Linked DNA regions of Mus musculus: all the other regions are linked to region 4. The links are chromatin contacts, called in public HiChIP or PLAC-seq and promoter capture Hi-C maps. All regions are on one chromosome and are shown on one strand. Each heading gives the region's core, a stretch centred on a gene start, on an enhancer-like site or on the middle of the called end of the contact. The rest is flanking DNA. Distances are from core to core; before and after follow the strand shown.

What was found. HiChIP or PLAC-seq counts read pairs in DNA pulled down with a chosen protein or histone mark. Capture Hi-C pulls out chosen DNA fragments and counts their contacts.
Region 1: a promoter capture Hi-C map of adipose tissue shows a contact between it and region 4. The contact joins the promoter of Gsg1 here to the promoter of Hebp1 in region 4. A contact is called at or near these places in 19 of 39 promoter capture datasets (3T3-L1-derived adipocytes, the C10 cell line, HPC-7-derived erythroid cells and 11 more), 4 of 15 datasets of contacts at CTCF or cohesin (the NIH/3T3 cell line, embryonic stem cells, large pre-B cells and 1 more), 80 of 484 Hi-C or Micro-C datasets (3T3-L1-derived adipocytes, the AML12 cell line, B cells and 49 more), 12 of 115 datasets of contacts at active chromatin or transcription factors (the NIH/3T3 cell line, bone marrow-derived dendritic cells, bone marrow-derived macrophages and 5 more) and 5 of 9 other capture datasets (adipose tissue, embryonic stem cells, liver and 2 more).
Region 2: a contact with region 4 is called in an H3K4me3 HiChIP or PLAC-seq map of embryonic stem cells, with 17 read pairs. The contact joins the promoter of Gprc5a here to the promoter of Hebp1 in region 4. A contact is called at or near these places in 2 of 39 promoter capture datasets (the 3T3-L1 cell line and hippocampal neurons) and 5 of 115 datasets of contacts at active chromatin or transcription factors (bone marrow-derived macrophages, embryonic forebrain, embryonic stem cells and 1 more).
Region 3: a contact with region 4 is called in an H3K4me3 HiChIP or PLAC-seq map of bone marrow-derived macrophages, with 3 times the contacts expected there. The contact joins the enhancer-like site here to the promoter of Hebp1 in region 4. A contact is called at or near these places in 1 of 39 promoter capture datasets (hippocampal neurons), 1 of 15 datasets of contacts at CTCF or cohesin (the NIH/3T3 cell line), 18 of 484 Hi-C or Micro-C datasets (B cells, CD8 T cells, DN2 thymocytes and 10 more), 12 of 115 datasets of contacts at active chromatin or transcription factors (astrocytes, bone marrow-derived macrophages, differentiating embryonic stem cells and 5 more) and 1 of 9 other capture datasets (adipose tissue).

Annotation. Positions count from the first base shown.
Region 1 is chr6:135,253,061-135,256,289 of GRCm38.p6, forward strand. It overlaps Gsg1 (germ cell associated 1), which reads right to left and starts at 1,276. Exons shown (of 7, transcript NM_010352.2): 1 at 1,073-1,276; 2 at 213-272.
Region 2 is chr6:135,063,932-135,066,998 of GRCm38.p6, forward strand. It overlaps Gprc5a (G protein-coupled receptor, family C, group 5, member A), which reads left to right and starts at 1,731. Exons shown (of 4, transcript NM_181444.5): 1 at 1,731-1,844.
Region 3 is chr6:135,086,454-135,089,556 of GRCm38.p6, forward strand. No RefSeq gene overlaps it. Among named protein-coding and RNA genes, the nearest start is that of Gprc5a, 22 kb to the left of the region's middle. Within about 2 kb of position 1,483, at least 108 of the 459 cell types and tissues checked have an H3K27ac peak or open chromatin away from gene starts, as enhancers often do. A contact at or near this core is called in DN2 thymocytes, astrocytes, bone marrow-derived macrophages and 5 more, where this site is marked.
Region 4 is chr6:135,166,330-135,169,582 of GRCm38.p6, forward strand. Hebp1 (heme binding protein 1) reads right to left here and starts at 1,886. Exons shown (of 4, transcript NM_013546.3): 1 at 1,691-1,886. The coding sequence starts at 1,768.

The DNA of each region.
Region 1 (3,229 bases), core at 26-2,525, 86 kb after region 4:
GAGAATGGATCCTGGGTTAAATTCCTAACACCAGACGGGACAAGTGTCCTGGTTGCTGTCAAATCCCAAATCAAGCGTTTCCCTATTCCCTCCAAAACGTGGTTCCCTAGGTCCTTTCTGATGGAGGGGTAAGGTAGGCCTGCCTCGTTTTGTAGACACGAGAGGTGAGCACATGAACCCCTTAACACATCTGAGGACTACTGGTTACCTACCTGCTTCCCCAAGGGCTGGCGGGAGAGGTGGGGAGTCCTCTACAGTTTTGTTCTGAAGATCTAAAGAGGTGGAAGGAAAGCGGAATCTAAGGAAAAAGCATCCCAAACTACCAGGCCAGTGGTTAGACCCTTCGCTAGCTAACTGCTCCCGAGGCCCTCGCACCCCACCAGGTATAGAGCACCATCTCCATTGTGCTGCTTGGATTCGATCTTTGATTTGCACCAGATCACAGATGTAGACATGGTAGAGTCCGCGTTTAGACCCGCAACCCTAAAAGGCCCACTGCTTTTGAAGGAACGTGCCCACACAGCAAAGGGCAGGGAGACACTTTTTAACAAAAGCCACAGATTTCGGGTCATGGAACGGCCTCCACAATGAGGCAAGGGTTCAAGTGTCCTGTGCTTTATATCTGTGGCTTCATGTTAACACCAGGCTTCCCCATAACCCTGCCCCCTCTCTAGAGAACTAATCCTGAAAGATACTAACATTTCAGGCACTGACTGGCTTTTGCTATCATGTTCATATCTGTAAGGGCTCCACCAGTTGATGGTTGATGTGTGTACTTTGGGGGCTTCTTTCTGAACTTGGGGGAGCTGCCTGAGCCCACACTGCTGGCTCTTCAGAGCTTTGAGCTCTGTCCCAGTCTCACCAATGCCGCTTTCTTAGGCTAGCTGGGCCTTCTGAACATACTTGCTCACTGCTCAATAACTATACATTACTCCCCTCTCCGTGTGTGTGTGTGTGTGTGTGTGTGTGTGTGTGTGTGTGTGTGTGTTCATGCCACTAGAGATGGGGCTCAAATAGTGAAATAAATATAATTAGTTTTTTTTAACAACATTTCCAAAAGCTGTGTACCTACCTCCTGGGTGAGACAAACATTTTGAGTCAGCTGACAGGAGTTGAAAATGTGTCTCAGCTTCTGCTCTGACAGGTCTTAGTTGCGTGGCTCAGGTGTTGAGGGAGAGGGTGCACCAGGTCCCCTCTTGCCAGCAGAGGGGGTAAGGTGGTATGTGGGCAGTTGGGAGAGGATGAATGCCCCTCAGGCACGCCGCCAGCTTGGGTAGGGATGGGTTACTATGACTTCATTCTGTGATGTCACAGTAGCAGGCAGGGCTCTCTCCCCCGGATGCCCCGCCCACTCCTCTCCCAACCCTAGAAAGACCAGGTTGAGAGAAGGGCACACGCTCAGTACCTCTCAGTCTCCTGAGGTCTTTCAATCGGTGCTTAATGAGTATAAAAAGATCTGGGGAGTTCATTCAAACACAAATCTGAAGGTTAGGGATGGCTTGCATGTGGTGCCAACCAGATCACATTGGCTTGTGAGGCTTGCCCACTGCTGTCAGAGAGAATTACAGTTGTGAGCCACATAAGGCTTAACAGTGTTCTAACACCTCCATTCAAAACAGTGAGATGAACACACACAGCAATAACAATGAACTCTTACCCAGGGCTGGGTGAAAGCCGACATCCCCCTCCTCCCCCACCCTCCAGCAACCACTGGAACCACACTGTTCTCAACATTGCATTAAAATGAAATATAACAGCTAAGTTGCACCATCTACATCTGAAGGGCTCAAAAGCCTCATGTAGTAAGCAGCTACTGTGTTGGCCTTTTTAACTCTAGACCATTCTTGAAGAGGTAATGGTGCAAAAGAGTTGCCATCTTAAAGGACCAGTGTCTGGAAATCTAAGGAGGCATTCAGTATCACGTTTATTTTTATTTGAAACAAGGCATTACACTTCATGTGTAGCTGAGTCTGGCCTTGAACTCTCGATCCTCCTTCTCCTCCTATCTCCCAAGTGCTGGGATGACAGCAGTGTCCACCACGTGTTGAATTTTCAGTTTTGCTTTGCAACAGGCTCTTACTCCAGCTAAAGCTGGTCTGGAACTCACTATATAACAAGGTTGGCCTTCAACTCATGGCAATCCTCCAGCCTCAGTCTCTGAGCACCAAGACTACAGATGTGAGCCACCATGCCAAGTTCACTCTCAGAGTTTTAGTAGACATAATTCAGTTGACGCCGAGGTACAACTCAGCCTCAGGTGTGAAGTCCAGGATTGAAAGGGTCTGGATGAAGACCTGTCCTGTGTGACATGGAACCCTCCATCCCTCTCTAAGACCCTTGCTCTTCCTTATCAAGGCACCCAGATCCTGACCTTCAGGACCTCAGATTCTAGCCTCAAATCCCTTATTCCAGCCCTGAGAATGCTCCCTTACCTCTGAGCTTCTATAGCATGCCTGGTCAGCTAATACAATCAGATTTTTCTTCTTTCTTTTCCCTCCCTTTCCTATTCTCCTTCCATCTTCTCCCTTCCATCTCCTTCCTTTCCTGCCTCTTCGCTTCTGTCCTAGTTAGTTAGTTTCCATTGCTGAGAAGAGACAGCGTGACCAAGGCAACTCTTATAAAGGATAACATTTAATTGGGGCTGGCTTACAGTTTCAGAGGTTCAGTCCATTGTGGGAAGCATGGCAGAGTCTAGGCAGGCATGGTGCTGGAGGAGCTGAGAGTTTCAAAGGCAAACAGGAGAAGACTAGTTCCCACATGGCTCAGAGGAGGGTCTCAAAGCCTACCTCCACAGTGACACACTCCCTCCAACAAGGTCACACCAACTCCAACAAGGCCTCCTAATAGTGTCACTTCTGGGTCAAGCGTATTCAAACCACCACATTCCATTCCCTGGCCCTTATAGGTTTGTTCAAACACATTCTTCTATGGGGGGCCATACCATAATATAATACATACCATAGCATAATGCAAAATACTTTAGTCCGACTTCAAAGTCCCATAGTTTATAACAGTTTCAACAATGTTAAACATCCAAAGTCCAACATCACAGGATATACACTACCATTTCAAAACATCACAGTGAGGAAATACTGGATGAAACAAGCCCAAACACCAGCTTGGCAAACTTCAGACTCTGTATCACCATGTCTGATATCAAAGTGGTCTTCCAATGTCCAACTCTTTTCATCTTTGTTGATCACAACAAACTTTTTTCCCCTGGGCTGCT
Region 2 (3,067 bases), core at 481-2,980, 100 kb before region 4:
GACCTTCATGCCGATTTTGGGAATTGGACTCTGGTTATCAGGTTAGGCAGCACGTAGTTTATTGGCTGAGCCACCTTCCCATCTCCTCTGCCTTTTTGAGTCAGGCTCTTGAGAGTAGCCCCCCCTCCCCCTTTCCCGTTGCCCTATATCACCTATGTGGCTCAGGCCGGTGGCCATCTTCCTGTTTCAGTCTCCCAAATGCTGACTCGAACTGTCATTTGCAGCAAGTCACCTTCAGGTGACCTCAAACTCCTATGTAGTAGAAACTGGCCTTGAAGTGTTTTTCTACCTGCTTCTACCACCCAAGTGCTGGCGTTACAGAGGTGCCCCGCGCCAGGCCTGGCTTGTTACATTTTATTCTTTTCTTTTCTTTTTTTGAGACAGGGTTTCTCTGTGCATCCCTGATTGTTCTGGAACTCACTGTGTAGAGCAGACTGGCCTCCAATTCACTGAGATCTGCTTGCCTCTCCCTTAGGAGTGCTGGGATTAAAGTTGTGAGCCCCTACCATCTGGCAAGATTGTTTGTTACATTTTAAAAAGCATTTAAGGGTGTGGAGAAAAGTGGGTCTCAGCCCCTTGTAGGGGTTAAACATCTTTTTCACAGGGGTCACCTAAGCCCAGTAAAAAGCACAGATATGTATATTAAGATTCATAACAGAAGCAAAATTACAGTTATGAGGTAATAACAAAGATAATTTTATGGCTGGGGGTCGCCATACATGAAAAATTGTATTAAAACTGAACTAAAGCACTTAGAAGGCCTGCTCCAGGCCTTCCCTACTACCTAAAAAGCTTAGTTCCCCCGCTGCCCACCAACGCAACCAACGGGGTAAACCTGGTCCAGTGCGTTGACATTCCAGGACTTTTTGACTACGGAGCAGGCAGGTTTCAGCCGGACTGGCCTGATAATGGATGCGCTGCGGGCCCCTACCTAAGCAGGAGGAATCAGACACCAAAGGCAAATTCCTTCATTTCAAAATTTTATCTGGCGTCTCTGTTCCTATCAACTGCTTTGTCAAACTTTTGGAGAGGTGGTTAAAAGAAAGGCGATATGATCTCTCAGTCAGGCCATGCTAACTTGGCTATGCGACAGTTCCAAGAAGGGCCTTGCTGAAGCGTCTCAACTTTTCCTTGGTCTTTACTCTTTAGCCGCGACTGGGGGACCCACAGGAGAGTGAGTGGCTGTCTCTTCCCATTTAAACTTGGCTTCTCCCTGCTCACCGGAGGAAGGAGTGGGTGATGGAGAGACAGGTGCCGCCAAGGGGAAATAAAGACCAACTTCTCCCACAGAAAGTAACAAAGGAGCTGCCTGGAGCTGCTGGCTTAAGTCTTTGCCCTTGGGGCCCTATAGTGCCCTCAGGGAGGATGGGTGTGGTTCCCTCCAGGAGATGACAGCCAGCAGCGCTCATCCGTAGCTGGGTTCACCGTGTGGCTCTTTTCATAAGGGCGGGAGCTCTGGGACCGACCTGAACACTCGTCGAGAGCTACGCCTGGCAGTCTAGGGTGCTTCCCCCGCAACCCCGCCACCTATTTCATGAGTGACTGTGCTTCTGACGTCAGGGAGGCTTTCAGTTCATTCTCTGGCACGGTGACTTTATTTTCACAACAGCGAGAAGTGCCGCGGAACTGGATTAGGCGTGTCCTCTCCCTCCGCCCCGCCCCCGCCCCTTGTCCCTCGGTTCACCCTCTCCCTCCCTCCGGCGACAGAAGCCTTTATAACCGCTTTGCGCGGCCAAGGCGGGATCCTTGTCCCAGGACCTGCCCAGTAGCCAGGGGTTGAGCGCTCTCGCCTTTCACGCGTGAGTCGCAAGTTCTCGCTTCACCCCGAGCGCCGCGGCGCCCAGGTAAGAGGGGTTTACCCAGGAGCGCGCTCCGGGCCCCAGTTTTAAATCCGGAGAGTGGGGCGTGGGGAGCCTTGGGGAAGGAGAACTGAGACAGTACAGCCCGTGATGGACTACAGCTGGCTAGGAGAAACAGATGAAACCGAGAAAGGAATGTCCTTAACTTCTCTCACCTCTGAATGTGTTCTCTGGGCTAAAACAGAGGGGAAAGACCAATCAGCAAACAGTTAGAAACTGTAGCACAGGCCTGTAATTCTGCACCTGGGAGGTAGATGCAGAAGAATCAAGAGTTCAAGGCCAGCCTTGACTCTACTGTGAGTTCCTGGTCAGCCTGGGCTATATAAGTCTCTGTCTCCAGATACAAAACAGTAGTTTAAAATACCAATATTAAAAGAGAGGTCCGTCTTGAACTGTACTAGGCCCCTCCCACAGGTTCTATGTAGCCACTGGTGGGTGGAAGATGGGCTATGATGCTTTCAACTCCCATCTGAGTTTCAAGGGTCTGTGAATGAATAGAGGGGTAGAGGGAGAGGATGCCAGCCGCTTCCTTCCCAAAGGAGCGAAGGCCGTGGAGGTCAGGAAGTGACTCACCTCAACGCCCCCCCCCCCTTCTCATGTGCGTGTTGTTCCTCCACCCCATCCCTTACTTTTCCTGTTGCCCCAGTCTCTAAGACCCTGTCTCTCTTTAACAAGAGGGGGTGAAAAGCTTGTCTTCCCGGAGGAGAAGAGACACAGGCAGGAGGAGGCTGGCAGATCACATTGAATGGAAAGACAGGAAACAGCAGTTGTTTTTTTTTTTTGTTGTTGTTTTGTTGTTGTTGTTTTTTTTTGTTTGTTTGTTTTTTTTAGACATTCAGGCTGGCCTCGAGCTTGTAACCACCATTCTGCCTCAGTTTGCAGAGTGTTGGGATAACAGGTATCGGTCTCATGGTAGAAGGCTCCCAAATGGCAAAAGCCTGCCTGGAAGCAGGTAATTGAAGGACCATCACCGTGCCTGCCTGCCTTTTCTCCAGGCAAGTGTCTGAGGCTTTTGTTGAAGCCTGGTGAAAGGTTCTCTGGAAACAGTCTCTTCTTTGCTCTTTACTGAAGGAGAATTCTTTAGCCACTTCAGATACAATGGCCTGGGAAGGTGGAGGGGAGGGTGAGGCCAACACTTCACCCTTAGGGGTTTTTGTACTGGCCATCACTGATAGAGAGAAGGAAGGGGAGGGGAGGAAGGGTTGGGA
Region 3 (3,103 bases), core at 233-2,732, 80 kb before region 4:
TAAAGGCTGCTGCAAAGGATACAGATGAGATCTACAGGCTAGCCATGGGAGAAGCTTCTGACCTTATGACTCTATGTGCACCATCCACCAGGGCAGGCCAAGCACGTAGCCTCCTGAAGCGTTTTGGATTGTGTCTGAGTTTGTATGGAGTTGGTGTGCCTAGCAGGACTGCAGATAGATGTGTGTGTGTATGTGTGTGTGTGTGTGTGTGAGAGAGAGAGAGAGACAGAGACAGAGACAGAGACAGAGAGAGACAGACAGAGACAGAGAGACAGACCCTGCAAGGCTTGTGTATTCCTCTCTCTCTCTGGCCCAAGATGACTTGGAATTCACCATGTAGCCCACGTTGGCTTGTGGCCATCCTGCCTCAGTCTGCTAACTGGGAATTAAGGTCATCGTGACTAGCAACTTCCGGGCTCTTAGGTCTTCCGTTCTTCGTTCTTCACTGGAAGGTATCAGATTACCTCTGGATAAGGAGACTGAAGACCTGCTACCTGCTCCTCCTTTTTGGGGATAGTGTTTAGCTCTGTATGGGGGCCTCAAACTCAAGGGGATATGCTTGCCTCTGTCTCCTGAACTCTGGGACTAAAGGTATGTCTCTTGAGACAAAGTCTCATGGAGCCTAGGGTGGCCTCCAACCCTATGAAGCTGAGGCTGGTATGGCCATTCTGCTCCCACCTCCCCTGAAGGGCATAGAATGTTCTGGGCCCATCTTGTCGTTAAGGGAGGAGCCTTGCCAGGGTTTCTTTCTTTTTTTTTTTTTCTTTTTTTTTTAAGATTTATTTATTTATTATATGTAAGTACACTGTAGCTGTCTTCAGACACACCAGAAGAGGGAGTCAGATCTCGTTACGGATGGTTGTGAGCCACCATGTGGTTGCTGGGATTTGAACTCTGGACCTTCGGAAGAGCAGTCGGGTGCTCTAACCCACTGAGCCATCTCACCAGCCCGTTGCCAGGGTTTCTATACCTATGGCTGTTGAGACACCGAGGAGGACCTGGGAATGGCACCATCTCTGTCTCTGGAGAGCTTTGGCCAAGAGATTAAATGGTCCCCCAAGTGGAAAGATGGTCACAACATTCTGAGTGCGTGCCCTTTCTGGTAACAGAAGACTGCCTCTGCAAAGTGCTGGTCTTTCCCATGGCCCGTTGTCACTTCTGTTCATTTATAAGCTCTTTGCGTCAAGGGCTAGAAGTTCCACGTTTGAGAATTACTATACGGAAGAGGACTTCAATCTCATCTCCGCCCATAGGAAAGTAGAATGCGAAGACTCAGTCCAGGCTGGCCCTTGGCCAGTGTCAGTTGATTGATGTCTGGAGGCAAAGTGCCACTCTTTGAACTAAACGGTTAATGATGAATCAATGCGCAAGCCCAGCAGCCTTCTCTCTTTTTTTTAATCACGTGTGAAATAGACTTAGGGTCCCACCTTTCCGAACCAAAGTTGCCATACCCGGCTTCTCCACTAGATGGCAGGAAGACCTCAGCGTTCAACCCTGGGGAGCCTAAATACAGCATCTCCTGGCTTAAGGCCCCATTCTGGTTGAGGGCACAAGATTGTGAGCAGGACCGAGGGAGGCGTGCCTCAGAGCTGCCCCTTCCCCTAACCTTTAAAGCCACTTCCCGTCTCCTTTGCCCTTATTTTTTTTGTGTGTGAACTTCTCCAAGGTTTCCCAGCCCGTTTGCACGCAACCTGGCATCATTACATGTAACGTCTCACGGACTGATCTTATGAATGTCATCTGGTATTTATGTGGTGAGAACATTGGCTCTCGGTCAAAACCAGAAGTACAAGCTGGCCCTGGAGATCCAGGAGCCCCCTCCGCCCTCCCACTCGCTCCGTGTTTCCTTCCGTTCTGGGCTTACTGTTGCTGAGCACTGAATGCCCTGTTGGGCTTTTTTGATTTCCTGACTACTTTCTTTTGTTGCTGCCAGGGTTTTGCATGGTCACTGATATCCCAGCCTCAGCCTCAAATGGAGCGTTGCTTCAGAAAATCCTAACTGTTTACCTCTGAGCACCGGGGAATCTGGACTTTAGCTTGTAGGTTGCTGTCTTTGTGTGTTAAACATTTTAACTAATTAATTAATCAATCAATTAATTAATCAATCAATTAATTAACTAATTAATTAATTATGTGTGGGTTCCTGTGCATGTGTGTAGAGGTCACTTCTCTCTTCCCACCACACAGGTTCTAGAGACTGAAGTCAGGCCCAGACTTGCATCTCTCCCTGCTGAGCTATTGCCTGTTTCCTTTTCTTTTCCTTCTTTTACATGAAAGGTTTTATTATATGCGTGCTTTTATCTGTGTACGTGTATCACATGTATGCCCTCAGGGAAAGAAAGGGACCGGTCCTTTAGGGGTGAATTACAACCAGTTGTAAGCTGCCTTGTGAATGCTGGGAACGGAACTCAGGTCTTCTGTGAGAATAGCCAGTGTTCTTAGCTCTTGAGCCCCCCCCCCCTCTCTCTGACAGGATCTTATATAGCTTGTGTTAGCCTCAAAGTCACTTTGTAGGCAAGGTCCTTCTACCTCCGCCTCCCAAGAAGTAGGACCACAGGTGTATATAGCACCATGTCTGGCTTGCTTTTGGAATGTGTGTGTGTGTGTGTGTGTGTGAACCTCTACCTATATGCATGTATGGAGGTCAGAAGGAGACACTGAGTGTTTCTGTTCTATCACCCTCTGCCTTATTTCTTGGAGACAGGGTCTCTCACTGTAGCTAGAGCTAGGCTAGCAAGCCCTGGCGATCTTCCCTGACAAGGCAGAGGCTACAGGTACATGTGTAACCACAATGTTTTACTTGGGTCTTGGGTATTTGAACATAAGTTCTCATGCTTGCATAGCAAGCATACTTACTTACTGAGCCAGGTGTGAGGCAGGGTTTGATGCTGTATCCCAGGCTAGCCTGGTACTACATATCCCAGGCTGGCCTTTCACTCTCAGGACTCCTGTTCCGGCCTCCCAGGTATCCCTTACAGGCCTGCATCTGCATGTCTGGCTCTAGAACCCTTTGTCTTCAGGGCAGATAATGCTTTGGCCTCCCTGGATTCTGCTGATGTTCCATAGATGGCTGGGTTTGGGTAGCAAGTCACTGGTGCCTGAC
Region 4 (3,253 bases), core at 636-3,135:
GCCATGCCTGGTTTAATAAACACTTAGTGAGGTAACTACTAACTACACTATAAGTCTTTCAGCAGGCAACTCACACTTTGGTGTGAGCTGCCTGATGTGGAGGCTGGGACTTGAACTCACGTCCCCTACAAGAGCAGTGCACACTCTTAGCCGCTGAGCCGTTTCCCTGGCCCCACAGTGTGTATTTCTTATTTGCTCATTGGCTATAGGAGCCTAAGCTTCACAAAGGCAGAACTGTGACATAGACTCACCTACTCTGCTGCTATAGAGCTCCAGCTTGGAACTCACACAGAGCCCACTCTGGCCTCAAACTTGTGGCAATCCTCCTGCCTCTGCCTCTTGAGTTCTGGGATGGCAGACATGAACCACTGTATCTAGTTTGGTTTTGTCCACCCTTAATCCTCATTTTCCAGCTACACGGCCTGCACAAAAAGTGTTATTTGTTAATTACTCTTTAATTGGGGGATTTCTTACAGAGAACTTGGGTATCTGGAGTTCCTTAAAGATTTGGCAACACTAGTCCTGGGGAAGTTCAACTTTCAGCACGCTTCAGTTGCCACCAGGCTGTATAATCTAACCAGCCCATTTCACTCCTTTTCATTATCTGTCTTTGAACTCGTTCGTGTCCCTGCGTGATCAGGGCTTCAATTGCTTGTTCTACACACAACTGAGGAGCCCCTGAGAGGGGGAAGGATGGCTTGACAGAACTCTGGAGGGCTGAGTCTAGACTAAAGTTGAGTTGTGGGCTTTGTGTGAGGTTCAGTGTAGTAGGTTCCAGACCTTGGCCCCCAGGTAACACGGGCCTTTTATCCAGAATCATTATAATAAGAGAGTGTCCTGAGATAAAATATATGTCAGGCTGAGGGAGCAGATGAGTTGCAAAATACTCGGCTTGGTTTGCACAAGGCTCTAGGTTTAATTCCCAATATTAACCAACCAATAATCAAATACATGCCTTCAAGATTATACCCGAGTACCCAAACTCCTAACTTTCATGAAAGCTGACCGGGTGTCCTGATGCCCCTCTGGTGCCGATGCAAATTTGGTAGACCAAGGTGATTAAGTCTCCTCGCTCACTCCATGCATCCAGCACTAGCAGTTGCAACCGTGCAGCTCTGAGCCTTTGCACAGGCACTTGCCTGGGAACTCCCACACAAGCGGAGCTTAGCAGCCCACAGGTTGAAGGGCCCCTTATGGCTCCCTAGCAGATATGCCTGCTGCAACCATGTGTCTCTCACAAAATTGTTCAGAATGTAGCCAGGCGTAGTGGGTCATGCCTGTAGTCCCAACTCTGGGAAGGCTGAAGTGGGAGGAATATTGCGACAGAATTCGAGGCTAATCTAGGTTACACAGCCAGTGTCAGGGTAGCCTGGGACAGAGTGGGTCTCTGCCCTAAGAGGGGGGGGGGGAGTTCAGACGGTTTGGAATGCTTAAATGGACAGATGCACGCAACAGGCAGTGTCCCACTCGCCAAGATGGATCCTTTTCCGCGTCAGTGGTCTGGCTGAGCCAGACTGCTCTTTCCCCTCCTTCCCAGAGCAAGCGCCGGGCAGTACAGGGCGGCCCCAGCCGGAATGCAGCTTCGGTCACAGTCCCACCCATGGCCCCGCGGCACCAGTTTCAGCCCCGGCCAGGGTGGGGACGGCCGCGCAGAGTCCTCCTTCAGGTCCTCTACACCCTGCCGGCCTACCTTGCCCCCGGTGCTTAGAACCTGCCAAGGCCACGTTTCCACGCTCCCGAACAGTGAGTTCCTGATCATGCCCAACATGGTGACGCCGTGGGGTCTGGCCGATCGAGCGTACACTCACTGGCAGTAAGGTCCACAGGGCGAGGGGCAGTAAGCGCGTGAGTAGACAGGCGATTGGGGCGGGGCTGCGGCGGTCTCCGCCCACTGGGCGACACCGGGCGTGGCCTGGGCAGCGTCCCCCAAACTCCACCCACGTGAGCCCAGTCTCCTGGGTGCGGAGCTGGTTCAAGCCTGTAGCACCCCACTTTGTGTATACTTTCCTTAGTCACCCTCTTCCTACCTCACTGCATCTCACAGATGATTAAAAACAAACCGTGTTCGTTCTTTTGTGACAGGGTCCTGCTATGCAGCCTACGCTGGCCTGAGGATCCCTCCGCTTCAGCTTCTGGAGCACTGGGCTTGCAAGTGATCACTGTCACTCCTGGCTTCATCTTCTAAGGGGATGGAAAAGCCACTCTTAACCTTTTTCTTACTGTTTTCTTTTTTAACTTTGTCTTTTTAGTTTGTTGGGCAGGGTCTCAGTGTCCAGGCTGGCCCAGAACTCACTATTGTAAACAGGGTGGCTGGGAACTCTGCTGTCTTCCTGTCTCAGCTTCCTCCGAGCTGAGGATTATGGGAGTGCGTCACCATAACAAGCTCTACAGTGCATTTAAAAATGGTTTTACTTTAAGGTGTGTGCGCGCACACTGGTGCGTTGTATTCCCCTGGGAGCTAGTATCACAGGAGGTCCCAAAGGTGGGTGCTAGGAACAGAACTGAGATCCTCTCTGAAGGCAGTGTGCGTCTTTAAGAGCTGAGCCATCCCTCCAGTCCCAACAGTGTATTAATCACAAGTTTCACACTACTTGCCCAAACAACAGCTCGTTCAGTCCCCTTATAACCTAACCGATTTTGTCAGGATTTATTTTATTTGAGTGTTTGTTTCTTGCCAAGTACTTTGTAAATATTACCTGTACTCTAGTACACTCTAGGATCATTAATATACACACACCACATAATAGTATCACAGATATTATTAGGGTACTAGATACTAAATCTACACACATCACACAGTCCTAGTATCACAGTTGTACATGTACCCATCTTACGGGGGTGGGGAGGTTGAGGGAATGGTGTGAAGATACTGAATAGGAGCAAAATGCATATGCAAATGATATGCAAATGATATATACATAAACTGTCATAGTGAAGCCCATTGCTTTATATGCTATCTGTCCTGGTCAACTTGACACAAACAAGTGTTATTTGAGAAGAGGAACCTCCATCGAGAGCTTGTCTGCATCAGATCACCTGTTAGCCAGTCTGCGGGGGCAATTTCTTGATTAATGACTGAGATGGGAGGTTCCATTCAACTGTGTATGGTATTGCCCCATGGCAGGCAGTTCTGAGTTGTTAAGAAAGTAGGTTGAGCAAGAAGACCTAAGGAGCAAGCCACTAAACAGGACTTCCCCACGGGGTCTGCTTCAGTTCCCACCTCTGGGTCCCTGCCTTAAGTGATGGAATGTGA